Linked DNA regions of Mus musculus: region 1 is linked to region 2. The links are chromatin contacts, called in public HiChIP or PLAC-seq maps. All regions are on one chromosome and are shown on one strand. Each heading gives the region's core, a stretch centred on a gene start, on an enhancer-like site or on the middle of the called end of the contact. The rest is flanking DNA. Distances are from core to core; before and after follow the strand shown. Region 1 holds the start of Prr23a3 (proline rich 23A, member 3). Region 2 holds the start of Rbp1 (retinol binding protein 1, cellular).

Region 1 (5,998 bases), core at 3,181-5,680, 440 kb after region 2:
ACATCTACACCTGTGTGCGGCTTTAGCTGGGATTATCATTGTGATATCATTATCACTTCAGTCCAAGTGTTATTTTCCATACTGTTCATTGCTGCAGGTGAGGCGCCTGCTCCCAAGATGCACGGCTGTTTATTGGTAGTGAATGAGGTTGCTCATTTGGGTATTTTTATTGCCTTTGACAATGTTTAATCATAGGAAATGTATCTGTTACAGCCCGTTGAATTAAGGCATAATTAATTAAATTAATGTAATATTTTCTCAAAGTTTCAGTTTTAAAAATGAGTCATTGGGCTTGGTATATGGCTCAGTAGTAAAACGTGTTCCCCTAGCACCTATGAGGTTGACTCAATCCACAGAAAATATCATTTTTAAAAAAGAGTCATTTTCTCTTGAATCTTTGAATTCCTCCTCAGTCTCTGTAACACCTGACAGGAAAAGATGAGCCTACGTCATCAGTGCTTTATCTACAGGTTTCTTTCTGAACAACAACAACAACAAAAAAAGGGCTTAAAGGGAGATTAGCTTTCTGCTCCCTCCGTATATGAATTTTACGTTTACCCCTTCCTGGTTTCCAAAGATCTAAACACAAGTCAGAGCCAAGCTGTAGAGAATGCATGCTGTCTGATACTCAGGACATGCTTCTAGTATTCAAACTTCACAACTGGTCCAATTCCAGGACTGATACAACAGGGATGCTGGGATGCAATGTCCGTATCCTTGTCCTCTTTGATGGATGGGAGAATTAACAACTAAACCATCTTAGCTGCTCTCCAGGAATTGTTCTCAGGGCTCGATGGTTACTCTGTTCCAATTATTATTCAAGTAAAGTATATGTCAATTTATTTTTTATACTTTTTTCATACAATACATTTTGATCATATCATTTCCCCTCCACAAGCTCCATATTTATGCAACTAAATATATAAACACAATGTGCTCAGTCTCTTTAGTGTTACTTGTATGCGAATGACTTCACTTGGTATTGGGTAACTAGTTAGGGGCTCATTCACAGAGAAGACTTTCTCCCACTCCCAGCATTCCTTAGTTGCTTTAACTTTTGCCTAAGGATGGAAGACCTCAGGATATTCCCCCATTCCATGTTAGCATACCCCATTGGCAGCATGCTTCATCAGGTCTTGTTTAGGCAGCCAAGTTGCGGAGTTCTCACAGCTGCGGCTTGTGGGTGATTGCTAGGAGACTGGTTCTCACAGCTGCTTTCCTGGTCCTCTGACTGTTACAATCTTTCCACCTCCTGCTGGGTTCCCCAGGCTGTAGGCGCAGGAGCTGGGTGGGTTGTAGATGTATCAGTTGTGTGGGCACATCAGGATCACTCCTTCTTTGCTTTTTGTGTGGTGTTGTTTTTCTTTAACAATCTCCATCTGTTGCCAAGAGATGTTTCTTTGATGAGTGTCTGCGTTTCTATCTGTGAGTATAGGGTAAATATTTAGAATGCAGTTAGGAATTGCACTGGTTTAGAGGCAGTCAGTTCTCTTAGAGTCATGACCTCACTACCCGCCCTCCATCACTCCTCTGTTCAGTTCTCTTTGTCCTGCCTTTCCCCAACAGTTCTTCCAGGGATCTAACTACCACCATGTCAACTGCCTCTAAAGATGACTAGACCCCATAGGGTCCAGGCATTCAGGAAACTGTGGAATTTAAACTTATGGCCTAAACTACATTAAAAACTAAATTTCCTGTAATCAATATTTAGAGACTTTTCTTAGCTTACACTGGCCTTAGAGTTGACAGCCTAATAAGGGTCTAATAAATTTTCTGCCAACAGCCTTCCTTCCACCTGTTGGGATTATAGGTGTGAGATACTATAGTTGGCTAAGAATGTACAGTTCTTTGGGTACGAATTGCACATATTGGTCAGAATATGCTAAATCCCGAAGAGCAGAAGTTAATTGAATTAGCTCAGAAGAATAACTACAGATAGCCATAGACCAAACCCAGCACCAAGCATAGGAAACCTCCCTTCACATTGTTGGTGAGGGGAATGGAGGAAACTCTCAAAATAGCATAGGCTATTGCTACTGCCCTGGGTTACCTTCCAGAACCTGAAGGTGAGACGTGATTGCTAAAAAATGTCCACACATTTTGGACACAGGAGTCGAGCTGCAGCTAACCTGGAAGCCTCCTCCTTAAGAGCTGGCTTTCAAGGCATCCAAAATTGCTGTGCAAGCTTGCAACGGAGAAAAGCAATCAGTAGTTCTAAGCAGCTGTAGAGTCTATGAGCCATAACAAAGACCAACATGGCAAGGTGGCCCCAGTGGGTATAATAATGACATTTGTATCTTGGGAGCAATCAACAGCTGTCTAATTGCACTTCAAACCTGCTGGATGTGAGGAACTTCATACCCAATACTGTGAACCTTGACAACTGACCATGGCTAATGGACCCAAGAAGACAACCTAGTGGACAGCCACTTTCCTCTAGGAGTACAACTTCTGGTTGCACTCCACATATGAACCTTTATCCACAGATGAATGTCACTCTCACCCCTTATCAAAGAAGCATCTTGCAGCAGAGATACACAGTACAACTCCAACAATGAAAGCTCAGGACACACCGTGAAAGAGGGTACAGAAAGATTCTAAGAGCCAGGTGGGTTCGGTGCTGCATACCTTTAATCCCAGCACTTGGGATTCAGAGGTAAATGGATCTCATTGGCTGCTGTGGCTCTGTGTATGCTGAGCAGCCAGAATGATCTATACACTGAGTAATACATGGTGAAACACTGCCTAGCCTTAAATAAGTAAGTAAATAAATAAAGCAACCAGGTCACCTGCTATGAGATAGTGTCTTCTATATATGACAAGAATGCTACACCCATGAAATCTCAAAAAATACGGTCACCTAAAGAAAGCCTGCACAGTGAAAACACCAGTTGCCATGCCAATGTGGATGAGGGATGACAGGGATGAAGAACTGTAGGCAGAAACTAGCTGCTGAGAGAGAATCAGTCTTCAGGTATGAGGCCCATAGGATCAGCCCTCAACAAACAAGCATAGAATCAACACTAAAGAGAATCAGCAGACTGCATTTATATATACATATAAAGAAACATATGTAACAATTAAAGAAGAGGTCATAAATTTGAGAAAAACACAAGGGAGAAAAGGGGGTAGAAATGATGCAAAAAAGCATTTACATGAATTCATACACACACAAATAATAATACAGTTTTTTAAAGGGGGAGGAAGGGAGCTGGAGAGACGCCTCAGCCATGAAGAGTGCTTGTTGATATTCCAGCAGTCTCAGGTTTGATTTCCAACACCCTGACCTAGGCTCACAACTATATGTAGCTCCAGTTGCAGGGGGATCTAGTGCCCTCTTCTGGCCTCCATGAGCAGAGCATGCAAGTGATATAAGAAAGCCCTGGCTGTATTTAACTCCAGGCATGGCATAAATCCACTTGTGGTACACGGCTATGATCTCAGTACTTGGGAGTCCAAGGCAGAAGGTTAAAAGTTCAAAGTCAGGCTGGAGAGATGGCTCAGCGGTTAAGAGCACTGACTACTCTTCCAGAGGTCCTGAGTTCAAATCCCATGGTGGCTCACAATCATCTGTAATGAGATCTGATGCCCTCTTCTGGGGTGTTTGAAGACAGCTACAGTGTACTTAGAGATAATAAATAAACAAATCTTTGGACTGAGAGAGAAGAAAAAGTGTCTGAAGACAGCTACAGTAAATCTTTTTTTTAAAAACTCCCTGTCTCGAAAACAACAACAACAACAAAAACAAACAAACAAACAAAAAGTTCAAAGTCAGTCTTCTAGATAAGAAGTCCGGGATGCATAGCATACAAAAGACCCTTTTTTCTACGCACCCCCCCCCCCGCGCATTTTTACTTTTGATTTTTCTTTTTAATATTTTTTATTACGTTTATTTATGTGAATGTGTGTGCCACAGTGTCACCATGTAAGACTGAGATCAAATTCAGTTCATCAATCAGGCTAGGCAACGAGAGAGAGTTCTGTTGAACCCTCTCTGGACCAGACTTGTTTTGGTGTAGTTTGGTTTGGTTTTGAGCCCATATGCCACTCAGCAGCTCGTCTTTGCCTCAGAGTTCCTTTACCTAGGCCCTAGAACCCGGGATTTATGAGTGGGACAAAGACGATTTCAGGTGTGACTACTCACATCCGCCCGGACTACCTAGTAACCCATTCTCTAAACCGCGCTAAAGCAATTTCCCGTGGCATTTAACGGAGTGTGGTTTGGTGGGATGGTGCAAGTTTCTCAGTGATTTTTAGAATGCCCGAAACCGTAGAAGTTCTAATCTTGAGCCATCTTGAAATTCTATTCCGGGTGAGACAAACTGCGCAACCAGTTCTGCCTCCTATAGGTCAAAAAATGTATTTCCCAACTACAGCCAAGTCTATTGGCCAGCCTGACACTCCTGGGGCGGAGCCTCCAGGACTCCCGCTTCCAGAGGTGCAGCCTAACCTGACCTTTTCCGTCTGAACTTGGGTTCCGGTTCATCTTCTGAAAATTGATTGGCATCTAGTAAGTGACCCACCTTGCGTACGCAATATCCACTAGGCCAAGCGCAGAGCTGCAGAGCACGAGACTGTAGCCGCTCCGCCCGCGCCGTCGCACCTGCCCGCTCTGCACCCCGCACCCGCGCCTCTCCAGCCCCACAGAGCCGTCCATCATGCTGCGCACCAGGCCCCGCAGCCCCAGCGCCGACCCCGCGCCCTGCTGGTCACCGCAGACACCAGCACCCAGCCCTGCCAAGCGCCGCCGCCTCCACCAGGAGCCCGCGTGCCCAGAGCCCCTGGCTCAGCCCGAGTTGGAAGCGCCCGCCGAGCCCACCACCTCCGTGGTGTTCCTGGCCGCCGGCTCTGCCCTGCAGTTGCCCCTGGACGGCGTCGACCTGCTGCTGGAGCCAGAGCCCACCTCGGTACTGCAAGTGTCGCTCCAAGGACACACCATCCTCCTGGTCCCCGAGGGGCTCCAAGACTCCACCCATTTTGGACAGCCTGGATTCGTGGCCATCAGCCCGCAGGGAGCCGCTGCCCAGGACGGGCCCCAGGATCATCTAGTCGGTCTCCAGGAGGAAACTTTCTGTGAGTACTTCTACCAAGAGGATGTCTGTGATGAGGATGCAGACTTGGAATTTCTGGAGCACTGGGCTAGCCCTCCAGATGATCAGGCCAATGGGAACTTTTCCTCCATCCCAGGGGTGCCCAGTCCTTTGTCTCAGGACCAAGTCCCAGGGCCTTCCACTGGAGCAGAGCAATATTCTCCTAGGTTCATCTGGGAACTGGACATCAACATGCTGGGACCCTTCCCTGGCTCACCACTGCAGCCTCTGCCTCCATCTCCTTCCCGGAATCCCCAAGAGCAGCTTCCGCCATGCCCTCCATGCTCTCCCCGGGCTCCTCGCAGGGCCCGGAAGCGACTGGTCTATGAATGAACTGCCCTGCACAAATCTTTGAGGGGCTTCTCTACCCCTAGTTGCAAGGCACTTAGGCCCCATGATGTTAGAATTAAAGCCTTGCTGACCCAAAGGACTCTTCCCGAGGCCCTAAAAGTTCCTAGAAATTCAAGTGGTAAAATCCCCAACACCTGTTTCTTCTCTAACAAAGAAATTAGTAGGTGTCTTAAGTTCTTGGTGGCCTTTAGTGTTTTCCCGTGAATTTTTGAGGATTTGGACACGACTTATCTACCTCTCTGTTGTTCCGGGCTACTCTCCTAGAAAACTACCCAACACCATCATGTGCTATAATGGTTACCTCACTTGCATGTACAGGGTTCAAAGCCATCTCCAAAGCTCCTTGGAATAGTCTCCCATTTCAGTTCCTTCATTGTAAGTGTGATTCATGGTGAAGTTTGCCGGCTGTTTTCAGCATGCGCTGGGATATGCATTTGTTTTCTTTGTTTTTTAATCTTTGTTTAGTTTGTGATTAGTCAGGATCTCATTAGAAATCTGTGGCTTTCTTAGAACTATGTAATAGAGGCTGGTCTTGAACTCGCAGAGATCTACCTGCC
Region 2 (5,344 bases), core at 843-3,342:
AAGACACTTGGCATCTGAAAAGCCCTTAATTTTGCACAGGGACTTCAGTCTTGTTGCCTCTCATCTTTCTCCATCTCTCTTGTTCTCCCAGGGATCACTGCCTGCTCTTACTGTGCCTTCCAAGCAGCCTTAAAAACCCACTCCCATGTCCTTTATTAGCTTAAAAAGGTGACCACGTGACAGGTTTGCTTATCTTTTTATCACTGGAACGGGTGTTTAAGTTCTTTGTTTGTTTCTTTCTTCTTCCTTCTTCTTCCTTCTTCCTTCTTCCTTCTTCTCCTCCTTCCTCCTCCTCCTCCTCTTTTTCTTCTTCCTTTTCCCACTCATACCATAGCTTAGGCTGGTCTTGAACTGGTGGGAATCTTCCCATCTCGGCCTCTTGACTATTCTGGCTATAGGACTAAGCCACCACACCCACCAGAGATTCTTCTTGTTCCAAGAGGTACAGGCAGAATAATGGCCCTCTCAAAGGCGCTGGGGAGCTAACCTTGAGACCTGCAAATGTGTCCCTGCTGTGGTTTGGATAACTGAGCCCCGTCACAAGTCCCCAGTGCTTCTCTCTCCTCCCTAGCCACCACTACATAGGAGTGCCACGTGCTCCTATGCATCCCACTGTACACACACAAGCACTGGCTTGCTGCTCTTGACCTTGGCACTCATGTTCTTAGGACCAGGGAATGAAGAAATCCCAGTTAGGAGTATCTATTGCAGGCTGCCATAAACAAGCCTGCCCCTTTATTCCCTCTGCTTGCTGACTGTCCCCTAACTCCCCCCTCCTCTCTTCTTTCCTTCCCACTCCATGCTCACCCTCCCCTGGACCCCCTTGACACTCCCTTGATTCTGCCTGACCTGAAGCTCTAGCAAGAGTCACCTTCTTTAAGGAGCTCTCCTTGATCCCCAGCACCCCCCAGAGGCCTCCCATCTCTGATGTTCTCTCCCCCGTTGTTTCTCTGTGATTACACATCACAGGTAACCCCTGAGTCACACAGAAGAGCACTTGAAACCAGCTCTTACAGAATCCAGTGAGCAGAAGGAGCATCAGCAGACAGAGAGCCAACGTAGTGCCCACAGCATCCATGGAGTGCTTTGCACTGCAGTAACTCAAAACAGGGGGTCTGCCCTAAAGCCCACACAGGCAATCTGATGCTGCAACAAGAACAGTCAGCAGCTATGACCCTTGTAGTTGCAGATGTTTACCTTCCTGGTTCCCAGGTTGGTATCGCCCCCAGGAGGTACTGAATCATTGGAGGATGAATGGGCAGAGTGTGTGGGAGGCAGGCTTTCACATTTCAAAGTCCTCTCTTCACCTTTATCCTCAGTGCCCACTGCTCTGACTTCCTGATAGAGACATGTGTAGTTATCCTCTGCCTCTGGCTCTTACAGTCTTTCTGTCCCGTCTTCAGAGTCTTAGGAGGAGGGCTGTGTGGTATAGATACCCCATTGAAGACTGCCCCAGAGCCATTCCTGCCTGTAGGCTGTCATGCTCCCCACACGACAGCAACAGACTCATATCATTCTAAGCCAATAGTAAACCCTTCTATAAGTTGCCTTTGTTTTATCACAACAAGAGAAAGCCTAACTCACTGGTTCTCAACCTTCTTAATGCCGCGACCCTTTAATACAGTTCCTCATGTTGTGGTGAACCCACCCCCCACCCCACCCCCACACACAATCACATTTCGTTGCTACTTTATAACTGTAAGTTTGTTACTGTTGTGAATTGTAATGTAAATATCTGTGTTTTCCAATGGTCTTAGGCCACCCCTATGAAAGGGTCATTTGACACATACACCACCGCCCCCTTCCCCACAAAGGGGTCACCATCCACAGGTGATACCCCGACTACCACAGAAAGCCTCCTAGGAGATCTAGAAGAGCGGGAGCTCTTGGATCTATTTAGGGCACTAGACAAAGAGACAGGCAGAGACGGTAAACTAACTGACTAGTGTGCTGTGTGCTCAGCAAACCAGCTCAGAGTAAAGGTCGAGAGACCAGGAGATGGCCAAAGTGGTCAGGGGAAGAAGGAGTGGCTAGAGCTGTGTCCTCCCTGATGAATAGCAGAGACCTGGAGCAACCTCTGTCCAGAACATAAGGATCCACTCTCAGCTCAGCAACAGACCAGGGCTTACTGTCCCTACTGTGTGTCAAGCACTACATGAGACTTTGGCATAAACCATCTCAGGAGGTTCATCTCAGGGCACAAAGGGAAGTGGCTGGAGAGGATGAAGGACTTTGGACTTGTTGGGGAGTGGATGGTGGAAGAAACGTTTGCTTAGCTTTCAAGCCTCCAGAGACCCAAACCTCCATTCCAGTGAATCAGGATGACAACGAAGCTGTGTGCCTTGGCTGCCCCTCACACAATGTCTTACACTAGATGATTTGGGCCAAAGTGCCTGAAGAAGTGGCTTCCCACACCTTTACCTTACACAGGCCTGGGACAGGCAGTCTTGACTGCCCAACCTGAGTTCTGTACTAACTGGGGAGGGGACACAGGGCCAGGATCTAGATAACAATCGGATGCCCTGAGCATGCCAGAGCAGACAAAGGACAGACCAAGGCTGTGATGGGAATCCAACTGTGGCCCTCAACCAGGGTGGGTGTGTGTGTGTGTGTGTGTGTGTGTGTGTGTGTGTGTGTGTGTTTTCTAACCCCAGAACTTAAAAATATCTGGAGATATCTTTGCAGAACTTTAGGGGACCAGGACCAGCAGTGCTACTGAAAATCTTCTAAGATTCATTTCGATAAGGCTGAGGATGAGAGTCCCTGGTGTTCAGCAAGAGAGTCCCTGAGAGAGTAAGGAGGGCTAAAATTCCAACCTTTCTCCCAGAGGACACTTGCCTACCCTGATGGTGTGCCCTTTAGTCATTTAGCTGGGGGAGGCATGGTTCTGCACTGAGAAGAAAGCATACCAGATCTCATTCCACAGGCTCCTAGGCTCTGATCTGTTGGGGGGAGGGGGGGAATTTAAAGAAATATTTAGTCTTTAGTAGGTCAAAAGGTCAGACACTGAATGTCATCTCTTTGTAACACACAGGTAGCAGGTGAGAAGGGATAAAGGTCTTCACTGCTACTGTTGCCAATGGCAACAAGGATCAGAAGCCACGGAACACGCCCACCCCCTCCCCCACCCCCTCCCCGACCCAGGTAAATAGGAGCTGAAGCTAGTAATAGAAGCTTACAGAAATACTGGGGAGTCTTTCCGTGCACAGGTATGGAAAGGGCCCAGAATATATTAACTGAAAAAAAAAAAAAACCACAAACTGTAAATTCCAGAAAAGGTCTGTGCTTTCCTTTCCTGGAAGAAGACAGAACCACACGATCCCGCAGAATAGTGTCAGTCCACACGCGCAAAAAGCCTTGGGTCTCTGACCACCACCGTGCATGGGTTCACCTGGAGCGCTTTCTTGTCCAGTGCATATTTAATACCACCAACTTCGCATCATTTCCTGGGAGAGCTGTGGGTAGTTGCTCTGCTCTTCATCCCTAGAGTTAAAACATCAGCTTCCTAGGAACTGGCCAGGCCACGGATGCTGAGCTTTAGACAAAGGCCTGTAAATGGCCTCTTCCTTGATGACGCTAGCAAACCTGAAGGAGACGCGTTTTCAACACTCAAGAGGCGTTTGAAGAACTCCCAGGGGGGTACCGGTGAGAATTCCAGGCGTTTGAAGAACTCTCAAGGGAAGTAAGGAGGGGGTACACAAAAACTAGGACCAAAAGCAACCTTTCCCCTTCCACACCTCCTCTTTCTAGGCTAGGAGGGGTTGGGTGAAAAGAGCAAATGGAAGGTCTGAACTGAAAGTGGCCAACAGCAGGGACAAACCTGGCTCTGCACCATCTTCGCCCCCGCCCCTCCCGCCCCCTGCCCCGCCCCGCCCCGATCCCCGCTCCGCCCTCTCACCCTGGGAGGAGGGATCGCTACAATGGACCCTCCTGCGGGCTTTGTGCACTCTTGGAATCCAGCTGTCGCCGCCCCGCGGAGCCCCGTGTCCCCCGAGGGCGCCCATTTCCGGGCCGTCCATCACCCGGAGTGCATTGGCAGCAACCGTCCGGGCCGAACCCACAGCCGCTCCCGCCTTCTTGGTGTCAGGCGATCCCCAGTCTGTCCCAAAAATGCCTGTGGACTTCAACGGGTACTGGAAGATGCTGAGCAATGAGAATTTCGAGGAGTACCTGCGCGCGCTCGGTAAGCGCGGCCCGCGGTTTGCAACCCCCGGCTCCCCGCAGACCCCAGTACCCCATCCCAGAGCGCGGCCGCCGGCTGCCAACCAGAGGGCCCGAGATGTTAGGGTTAATTGGTGGCAAGTGTCCGATAGCTCTCCCCGGAGGTAGATAGTTCAATCACTAGGGCAGGGCAAGCTTTGCTAGTTTGTTTTTAAAGGTCGGGGGCGGGGGGGGGGGCAACAAAACTTTGTTTTCAAAAGAATAAAAATGGAAAGGCAAGGCACAGACGGCCCTCAGAGGCCACGCAGAGTGAGCTGGAATCCCAACCTTGTTCCACTACCTAGGAACCCCGCTACCTAGGGAATCCTTTCTTATCTGAGTTTTCTTGACAACTCTGCCGCTGCTCTCTCGCACCCCTTGTAGACGTCAACGTGGCCTTACGCAAAATCGCCAACTTGCTGAAGCCAGACAAAGAGATCGTGCAGGATGGCGACCACATGATCATCCGCACGCTGAGCACTTTTCGGAACTATATCATGGACTTCCAAGTTGGGAAGGAGTTTGAGGAAGATCTGACAGGCATAGACGACCGCAAGTGCATGGTGAGGCCCCTCGACTCCTTAGCGTCACCTGCCCTCGGGTTCTGTCCTAGAGCTGGGTTAGCGTCTGGAGGGAGCAAAGATCTGGGAAATGCTGTGAATCTTCTCTCCCAGCCCCAGAGCCCCAGGGTATGCTAAACACACCCTGCAAGTGTGGGGTGGCTGGACAAAACCGATTGTTTGGTCAGATGGGAAGGCTCTAACTCTGCCAGGTGCTCAGACACACATGGCCTCACCAAAGCTCACCCTAACTGAGGAGATAGGAGCTCATTCATTTTACAGATAAAATCAACTTAATGGATTCCGTAGAGTAGTGGGGAGGGGCATGGAATTCTTGAACTCTTTGGTGGAGAGCAGAAAGAGAGGAGAAGGCACAGGGAGTCCTCGACAGTGTTATTTCTCCCAACTGATCTAGTGGGGCAGGGTGATGTAGGTCTCTAACACCTTTGCCCCTGCTGGAAGTCCCCTGGTTTGCTACTGCAAAGCTGGGATTTGACTGAGGCTCCTCCCCTGATACCCACTGAGCCCTGAGCTCCTTTCAGCCTTTCACCAAGTTCCTAACCCTATAGCACAGTAGGCAGCAT

Evidence for each region. HiChIP or PLAC-seq counts read pairs in DNA pulled down with a chosen protein or histone mark.
Region 1: a contact with region 2 is called in an H3K27ac HiChIP or PLAC-seq map of embryonic stem cells, with 2.7 times the contacts expected there. The contact joins the promoter of Prr23a3 here to the promoter of Rbp1 in region 2. A contact is called at or near these places in 5 of 39 promoter capture datasets (embryonic stem cells, liver, pre-B cells and 2 more), 2 of 484 Hi-C or Micro-C datasets (both in embryonic stem cells), 1 of 115 datasets of contacts at active chromatin or transcription factors (embryonic stem cells) and 1 of 9 other capture datasets (embryonic stem cells).

Annotation. Positions count from the first base shown.
Region 1 is chr9:98,860,337-98,866,334 of GRCm38.p6, forward strand. Prr23a3 (proline rich 23A, member 3) reads left to right here and starts at 4,431. Exons shown (of 1, transcript NM_028033.1): 1 at 4,431-5,998. The coding sequence starts at 4,659. The coding sequence ends at 5,423.
Region 2 is chr9:98,420,869-98,426,212 of GRCm38.p6, forward strand. Rbp1 (retinol binding protein 1, cellular) reads left to right here and starts at 2,093. Exons shown (of 4, transcript NM_011254.5): 1 at 2,093-4,183; 2 at 4,585-4,763. The coding sequence starts at 4,111.